Linked DNA regions of Sus scrofa: regions 1 and 3 are each linked to region 2. Evidence: chromatin contacts called from public Hi-C and HiChIP or PLAC-seq data. All regions are on one chromosome and are shown on one strand. The core of a region is the stretch at or near the end of the contact, and the rest is flanking DNA. Distances in the headings are between cores, read along the strand shown.

The links. Hi-C and Micro-C count contacts between places; a contact is called where the count stands out from the background. HiChIP or PLAC-seq counts read pairs in DNA pulled down with a chosen protein or histone mark.
Region 1: a contact with region 2 is called in a Hi-C map of epiblast stem cells, with 2.0 times the contacts expected there. The contact joins the enhancer-like site here to the promoter of GMCL1 in region 2. A contact is called at or near these places in 1 of 5 promoter capture datasets (liver), 20 of 47 Hi-C or Micro-C datasets (adipose tissue, alveolar macrophages, blood and 10 more) and 2 of 2 datasets of contacts at active chromatin or transcription factors (alveolar macrophages and skeletal muscle).
Region 3: a contact with region 2 is called in an H3K27ac HiChIP or PLAC-seq map of alveolar macrophages. The contact joins the enhancer-like site here to the promoter of GMCL1 in region 2. A contact is called at or near these places in 17 of 47 Hi-C or Micro-C datasets (adipose tissue, alveolar macrophages, blood and 9 more) and 2 of 2 datasets of contacts at active chromatin or transcription factors (alveolar macrophages and skeletal muscle).

What each region holds. Positions count from the first base shown.
Region 1 is chr3:72,692,788-72,695,487 of Sscrofa11.1, forward strand. No RefSeq gene overlaps it. Among named protein-coding and RNA genes, the nearest start is that of ANXA4, 40 kb to the left of the region's middle. Within about 2 kb of position 1,449, at least 60 of the 83 cell types and tissues checked have an H3K27ac peak or open chromatin away from gene starts, as enhancers often do. A contact at or near this core is called in adipose tissue, alveolar macrophages, epiblast stem cells and 7 more, where this site is marked.
Region 2 is chr3:72,618,400-72,621,099 of Sscrofa11.1, forward strand. It overlaps GMCL1 (germ cell-less protein-like 1), which reads right to left and starts at 1,297. Exons shown (of 15, transcript XM_021088403.1): 1 at 779-1,297. The coding sequence starts at 1,038.
Region 3 is chr3:72,710,364-72,713,063 of Sscrofa11.1, forward strand. No RefSeq gene overlaps it. Among named protein-coding and RNA genes, the nearest start is that of ANXA4, 57 kb to the left of the region's middle. Within about 2 kb of position 1,353, at least 4 of the 83 cell types and tissues checked have an H3K27ac peak or open chromatin away from gene starts, as enhancers often do. A contact at or near this core is called in alveolar macrophages, where this site is marked.

The sequences.
Region 1 (2,700 bases), core at 199-2,698, 75 kb after region 2:
GGCACCTTGATTCAATAATTGTGTGTATATGCAAGCACGCACGCGCGCGCGTGTGTGTGTATGTGTGTGGCCCCAAAGCAATAGAAATCTGAGGTAAGCTGAACCTGAAGGATCTGGCCTTGACCGGAAAGGGCTCTGGGAAGTCAGCTGGTCCTGGGCGGGTCCTGGGCAGGCCCGGGGTGGCCATGGTTACCCATTTCCTTATTCTGTCCTTGTCCTCTGCTTCTTGCTTGTGTCCACCTCTGTCACCTGAGAATTCCCTGGCAACTAAAGAGCTAGGGCTTGGCTATGCAAGGAGGATTGGGGGGGGGGGGTTCCTAGAACTGATGGGCAATGAGATGGATCATTTAGAGGGGGACCCCAGTCATTTCACTGTCAGCCGAAGAGAGCAGATGCCCACTTTTTAGGCAAGCTGTGGGTTACTCCAGAGCCTAACAGCTCCAAGACTTGCATCAACTTGGGAAGCACTTAACGTTGGGTACATTGCTGAAAAGCAATAACCTCTTTGGTCCCAAGGTCTCCGGCTGGTCAAAGCCATAATTAAAAGAGTGAGGCTGTGTCACAGATCTCATAATAAAACAGATTCCCATGTGTCAGGCACTGTGCTGAGGGCCATTAGATACACGAGGAGAAAAGGGTAAGAAACTAGGAAAAGGAGTAAATTTCTTTTCTTTCTCTTTTTTTAAGGGCCACACTTGCAGCATATGTGAGTTTCCAGGTTAGGGGGTCTAATTGGAGCTACAGCTGCTGGCCTAAGCCACAGCCACAGCCACAGCCACACCAGATCCGAGGAGCGACTGCGACCTACATGTACCACAGCTCGAGACAACGCCAGATTCCAAACCCACTGAGCGAAGCCTTGGATCGAACCCGTGTCCTCATGGATACTCGTTGGGTTCGTTTCCGCTGAGCCACAACGGGGACTCCGTAAGTTTCTTAAAATGAGCAAAAAATAGAAGCGGGTGTTGGACTGAAACAGCTCCAAGGAGTATTACTTAATCCTTTCTTTGCAATGCCTAAACCCAGCACAATGCTTGGCACATAAACTCAATAAACTGCGATGGTCTCTGACCGGTGTATATCTTGAGCTGCCTAAACTGCTCTGGAGGTCCTTCTGGAAGGTGCCCGTGGATAAGGACGGTGTTTGCCTTCCTCTTGCTCACCTGGAGCGAGCCCCAGCCCGCTCCACCCAGGGCCGCCCGAGCCCCGCCCGCAGGCCAGCGGCGGGCACCCCCTCCCTGGCTTGGCGCCCGACTGGCCACCCCCGCCAGGCGCTCCGGGACTGCCGCGCCCCTTCCCGAGCCCGGGACCCCCGGCCCAGGACCCCCCTTACCCCTCAAGCCGAACCGAGACGGCGCTCGTTCTCTGCGGCCACGGAGAACACACCCTGGCGGGGCCGGGCAGCGGGTCTTATTCCAGGCGGGCCAGGCCCGCCCCGCTTCGGGGTGGAGACTGAGCCAGAGTTCCTGGTTGTCCCTCTGCCAGGACCGGAAAACCCTCCGCGGGCGAAGCGCACCTGGAGCCGGGGCCTGGGACGGCTGCAGGGGACGCCAGGGGTAGGGGGCTGCCCCCACCTAGTCCTCCGCCTGGATCCCAGCCTGCCCGACCCTCCCCGGTCCCCGCGAGGCCGAGCGGTCGAACTCTGGTGTCCGGTGCCCTGGCGCCACCACACCTCGGAAGGCCGCGCACTCGCCGTGCTCACGCCGCGGCGGGAGTCAAAGCCTCCTTCCCCGGACTCCGTTCTTCTTCACGCCGTGCTTGTGGCCTTAAAAGTGGAAAATGAAATCAGAAGGGCGCATTTCGTTTCACTCTTGACCTTGAAACATTAAATCCTCCAAAGTTCCCAGGAGTTTCATGTCTCCCTTAAGAAAAGCCGAATTCCCACTCCCTAGGGAAATCTTGGGTTTCGAGCGGTCCTTCATCTCTCTCTTCACCTCTAAATTAATTATCCGGGGTCGCTACTGGCCAGTAGCTCTGGGGTGTGGCCTTGAAGCTTAGCTCTCCCCTTGTAAGGCAGCCTTTATATCTTCCTACCGGCTTCCCCCATCCAAGCCCCTTAAAGCTCTTGAAGGCACTGACAGGGTCTAGGTGGTCTTCGGACCGACATCCACGACTGTTCTGCCACATGGCAAGTACTCAGTGAATGCTTGCGTAATAATCCCATTGAGTCTACAGGCGAATTCTGATTTCATCTAACAGCTTTGGGGAATGCGTTTTATATCCAAATGCAAGTGCGAGTACCCTTAGAGCTGGAGAGGTAATATTAAATAATTTTATTAAGATGCAGCTAAAGGTGGGAGTTCCCCGTCGTGGCTCAGCAGAAAGGAATCTGACTAGCATCCGTGAGGACGCAGGTTCCATCCCAGGCCTTGCTCAGTAGGTTAAGGATCCAATCCGGGGTTGCTGTAAGCTATGGTGTAGGTTGCAGACTTCTCTCAGATCTGGTGTGGCTGTGGCTCTGGCGTAGGCCAGCAGCTGCAGCTCTGATTGGACCCCTAGCCTGGGAACCTCCATATGCCGTGGGTAAGGCCCTAAAACGACCAAAAAAAAAAAAAAAAAAAAATTGCAGCTAAAGCAGGTGGTTTAATGTGGTTAAGAGCATGGGTTTGAGGATCGGGCTGATTTGGATTCTACACCTGGTTCTGCCTTTTCTCTGCTTGATAATTTTAAGTTTCTGAGCTTAGTTTATGATCTAACATG
Region 2 (2,700 bases), core at 47-2,546:
ATATGTAATGTGTGTAGCATAAAATTTTTGAATCTTTTAAAGTTTCATTAAAAAATTACACCTATGTGTCCCACTGATGACCTAAAACCAGAAACAAACACAGAGCAACCAGATTGTGAAAATATATTCGACTTACAAACTACATTTTAGTTCACAAGTAACTATTCCGTTTTTCAATTCTTCTAAAAAAGGTTAAGCAAGGTGCCTTACACATACCCACGGTCAATGACTTCTGAGTACTAAAGACGGTGAAAGACTTTGTTCCTAGTGAAGAACAAACGTACCCACTCTTGATAAATTTCCTCTTTACCGTTGAGGAGAGCTTCTGAGTGTCATTTCCCCTCCATTGTGTGGACAACATGGGTGCCCGTTTCAGAGACTTAAATTTACGTGTTTTGTACTATTTAAGGCAGCTGGATGCAAAACAATTTATTCATCTGCCATCCACTCTGAGAGAAGCGAGGTGTACGACCAAAGGCCAGCCCTATCTGAGGTTTAATAAGGCGCAAGCTCAGGTTTGGCGTTTCTTAGCCTCAAGCTAGGGCTGTAATACTACCCTGGCAACGTCCGAGGTTTACAATTCACAATACCCGGCGTCTCCCCAGGTGTTCCCCATCCTCCCAGACCCCAACCGGTCCCACCTTTACCCTATCAAGAGCACGTCCGCTCTTCACGGGCTAGGGGGCGCCGCACTCCCCGAAATCTCCCCGGTGCCGGGCTCATCCCCACACTCCGCCACGGAAGCCGCCCAACAGGTGTGGGGGCGTCCCCCACGTACCTTCGAGGGGTGTTGAGGAGCCGCTGCTGCTCGTCCCCCTCCTCCTCATCCTCGTCTGTCTCGGAGTCGGGGTGACAGTAGCAAAAAGCCCCGCTGCTCCTCTTGCGCTTGCGGCTGCCCGGACAGTAACAGAAGCCGTGGCCGGCCGCGTCGCCCCCAGTCTCCGGCCTCCGGGCCGAGGCCCCCGTCCCAGAACCCGGCTCCTGCTGGGGTCCGGCTCGCCCCGGGTGGCGCAGCACTCGGCTGCTCAGCGAGCCCATGAGTCACAGCTCCCCAGGACTTCAGGGAGCGCACCTCAGGGAGCCCAACCGAGACAGACTCCCGCCATGGCCTGGCCGCTGCTGCGGGCCTCCACGTAGCCTAGACGCCTACACCGCCACCTTCTCACGCGCAGCCCCGACCGTTGCAGCGGACACTACCGCCTCCATCCTCCGCCCCGCCCGCAGCGTCTGGCCGCGCAGTGCGCACGGACCGCAGGACCTCGCCCCCAGCTTTCGCAACAAAGCGCGGACCCGACAGCGCACGCGCACGGCGAGCCTCCGGAAGGGGTGGGGAAGCTCGTGTGCGTCGCGGGTGGAGCATGCGCAGAACGGGATGAGGGTGGGCGATGGGGCTTGTGTACGTGGGTTGGCCCCTTCTACCCTGAAGTGTTCTGGGGTCCTGTGCACACTGAGTCGGGGGAGACCTAGCCTTTAGCGTTACTTCGTAGATCCTTTTGTTTTAGTGCGACCCGCGACTCCAGCTCATTTGTTCTTTCTGCAAAGGTTCCTTAAGCTCCAGAAGTCTACTGAACAAGCGGCAAAAAAGACGTTGCTGTTTGGGGGTCTTTGGAGGAATTTACAACGTAATAGGGCCACGCCCTGCGCACGCTTTCGTAGTGAGAGGGACCTGGAATGTGGAGCTTTGCCAGACGGTTGGGTTTTTTAAGCAGCACCTCTCCGCTTTCCTTGACTGATTATGGTAGCCAATGCCTGCACTCTTTTCCTTCCCTGCTAGTGGCAGTGGGATGTCTAAATAGAATCTGTACCGGGGCTATCAGGGCTTAAAGTGCCTTCTGGAGGCCCAAGCAAAATTTTACAAGTGTCTGAGCAAAAATTACAGGTATATGCCTCGAGTACGCAGCTATCGCTGGGACCCTGGACAGTCAGCTTCAATACCTGATTCTCTTCTGCCACATTTTAAATATTTGTTTTTGTCTTTTCTAGGGCTGCACCCACCGCATATGGAGGTTCCCAGGCTAGGAGTCTCCTCGGAGCTGTAGCGCCGGCCTAAGCAACGTGGGACCTGAGACAACTCTGCGACCTACACCACAGCTCACAGCAACACGGGATCCTTAACCCACTAAGCGAGGCCAGGGATCGACACTGAAACTTTGTGGTTTCTAGTAGGATTCGTTAACCACTGAGCCACCACTGGAACTCCCTAAATAAAATATAATGAATTACTCAAATAGGGTAGTATGTTAAATCCCTGTGGACCCACCACAAGTATGGTAACTTACATTTTAATAACTTTAATGTATTATACTTGCTTTGTTCATTCTTTTAACTAGAACCATGCAGACAGGCAGCAGCTCTCTCTCCATCTCAGTCTCTCTCCCTCCCCTGTAATGAGCACTATTCTCCTAATGGTGTGTATCATTATTCCCACACATGTTCTTATAACTGTATCCATAGCAATATATTTTCTTTAGCGCGTTTAGACATGTAATTAAATGGAATCAGTCATACCTGTCATTCTACACCTTCTCTCTCAAAATTATACTTCTGTGACTTGATCAATGGACAAATCTCTAAATTTTCATTGCTTGTTGTGTGACTAACTCAAAATTTATCCTTTCCCCCATTGAGGGAGTTAGGTTGTATCTACTTTAATGCTCTTATGGAGCAACAATGAACATGTGCAAGAGATTCACCAAATAG
Region 3 (2,700 bases), core at 103-2,602, 92 kb after region 2:
ATACTTAAAAAAAAAAAAAATCAGTTTTTTTTTTTTTTTTTTTTTTTTTGTCTTTTTCTAGGGCCGCACCCACGGCATATGGAGGTTCCCAGGCTAGGGGTCGAATCAGAGCTGTAGCCACTAGCCTATGCCACAGCCACAGCAATGCGGGTTCTGAGCTGCGTCTGCAAACCTACACCACAGCTCATGGCAACGCCGGATCCTTAACCCACTGAGCAAGGCCAGGGATCCAACCTGCAACCTCTTGGTTCCTAGTCGGATTCATTAACCACTGAGCCATGACGGGAACTCCAAGAATCGGTTCTTAAATGCCACTTCTTTCTTAAAAATAAATGGCTGCATGATTTTACCAGGAAAATACAAAAGATAAGGCTGTGAGTAATTAAGAGTTGCATTTAGCATCTTTTAGTGCACATTATCCTCAAGGTCACGTACTCCCCACTCAACGTACTGTTTGTTCTCTGCTTGGCTTTAAGTCTTCTTCTAGTCATGAGTATTGACTTTTTTTTGGCACCAAGCCACAGCAGCAACCCAAGCCAAGCAGGGAACTCCCCAGATTGACTTTGAAGGCAGATTGAAGACCTTATCATCATAATGGAAATATTCAAAACCCTAATTAGGTGGTAGTTACACTGGTGTATACATTTGTTAAAACACACCGAAGATTACAGTTAAAAATTGTACCTTTAAGTATAATGTAAATTATGCCCCAGTTAAAAGAGAAGAATGCTAAAATGATTATTTGCTATTGATGGAGTCAGAATTTATGAAACCAACAGCCCATGATGTTATCAATAAGGCCTTGTAGTATTCCTCAGAAATACTAGTTTTCAAGGAACTGAATTCCCTGTGTCTTGACCTGTGACTCCTGAATTAAAACATCTGCAGGAGTTCCCGTTGTGGCTCAGTAACAACCTATTAGTATCTGTGCGGACATGTGTTCCATCCCTGGCCTTGCTCAGTGGGTTAAGGATCTGGCATTGCCGTGAGCTGTGGTATAGGTTGCAGATGCGGCTCGGATCCCGAGTTGCTGTGGCTGTGGTGTAGGCTGGCAGCCTTAGCTCCTATTGGACCCCACAGAAGCAAGGGGGAAATAAGCTTATCTTTGCCTGGGAACATCCATATGCCACTGGTGCAGCCCTAAAGAAAAAAAAAAAAAAAAAAAAAAAGGAAAAAAAACCCAAAACATCTGCAGATGGAAACATTCAGATGAACAAGAAAATTGAAAAGGCTCTATAAGAGCTTGGTGAGGACTGTGAAACTGATTTCCATTTCATAAAATTACCTGAGTAGTCTCTTTCTAGTACCTGGGAGAGGTTGCCATCTAGTGGCAGGAAAAGCAACATCAGGGCCACAGAAGCAAGGGGGAAATAAGCTTATCTTTGCCTTTTTACAGAACTCAGAAGGTTTCCTGTAAGAGGATAATTCTCCGTCTGTGGTTTGCCAGTGTGTTACTCACCCACCAAAGGGCTTGAAAAGATCCTCTAAAAGGATGTTTTGAAGCTGAAGAGAATTGAAGGAGCTCTTTTGAAGGGATGGCCAGGAAGACTCTCAGGAATGACTCTTCCCCCAGCACAGTGATGACAGCCAAGGACAAAGGACTGCAATTAACCTCTCTTCACTGATGCATTTGTGCCAAATTAGAAAAAAAAAAGAAGAAAGGCTTTTGTGTCTGGGTGGACAAAGCCCTGGGGTGCCCAGCTTTGTAAGTGGCATATAGCCCTCCTCACCACCTCTGCCAGGACAACCCGCACAGCCAAGACTGCAGCCCTAATGTGGCAATAGAACCTTCTCCTGGCACCTCAGATGCGCACAGAAAACACCAAAACCCAAAAGTTGGGGCAGAAGGTGGGCACATTTCACCTTCATATGTTTCCTTAAGGTACTTGGGTAGCTACTGTTACATGTGAATTTCAGTTTTCTCCTCAACAGGCATTATCAATGCTAGCTTTCTATTCCGGCCTCAGCGTTTCCAGGTGAAATGGAAAACATGCTGGGAGCCTCTAAGGTAGTGTCTTTGCTTTTGTCATGAGAGACTGGACTATGGAATTGGACAATCCGAAAGTTATAGGTAAAGGCCTAGGAAATGTTATACTTTAAAATTCCTGGATACAGACAAAAGACTCATTGACGAATAAGACAGTGGGGATGTTTATTCCTATAGCAAACATTCCATAAGCACCCTGGTCTGAGATGCTGGGTTAGGGAAGAGTTGCCATGGTGTCTAGAACAAGCGCCCCTCTGCCTGGCAGACAGACAGACACAGATAAACAGATATACGCATGAATGCACACTCTCTAGAAAATTCCTTCTGCCAAGTTCACGATTCCACAATAATCTCTGTGAAGACCTTGACTTCCCTCTGCATTTAGGAGTTTCTTCATAATATTTCACAAGTGCAACTTTTATCACATTTTGTTTTAACGGCTTCTTTTTATTTGTTTATATTTATTTGTTTTATTAGCTTTCCTCTTCCACCAATGAACTTTGGCTCCTTGACTTCCTATTTGTCCTTTGTTTTCTACTTCATTAATTTCTGCTTTTATTCTTATTATTTTTATTATATTTTAGGTTTGCTCTGTTCTTCTTCTGTTGGCTCCAGCTGGACTCTAATCCATTTATTTACTTATTCGTTTTTAGTATGGTAACAATACATAATGAAAAATGTGCCAAACTAACCTCTTTTTTTGGTCTTTTTAG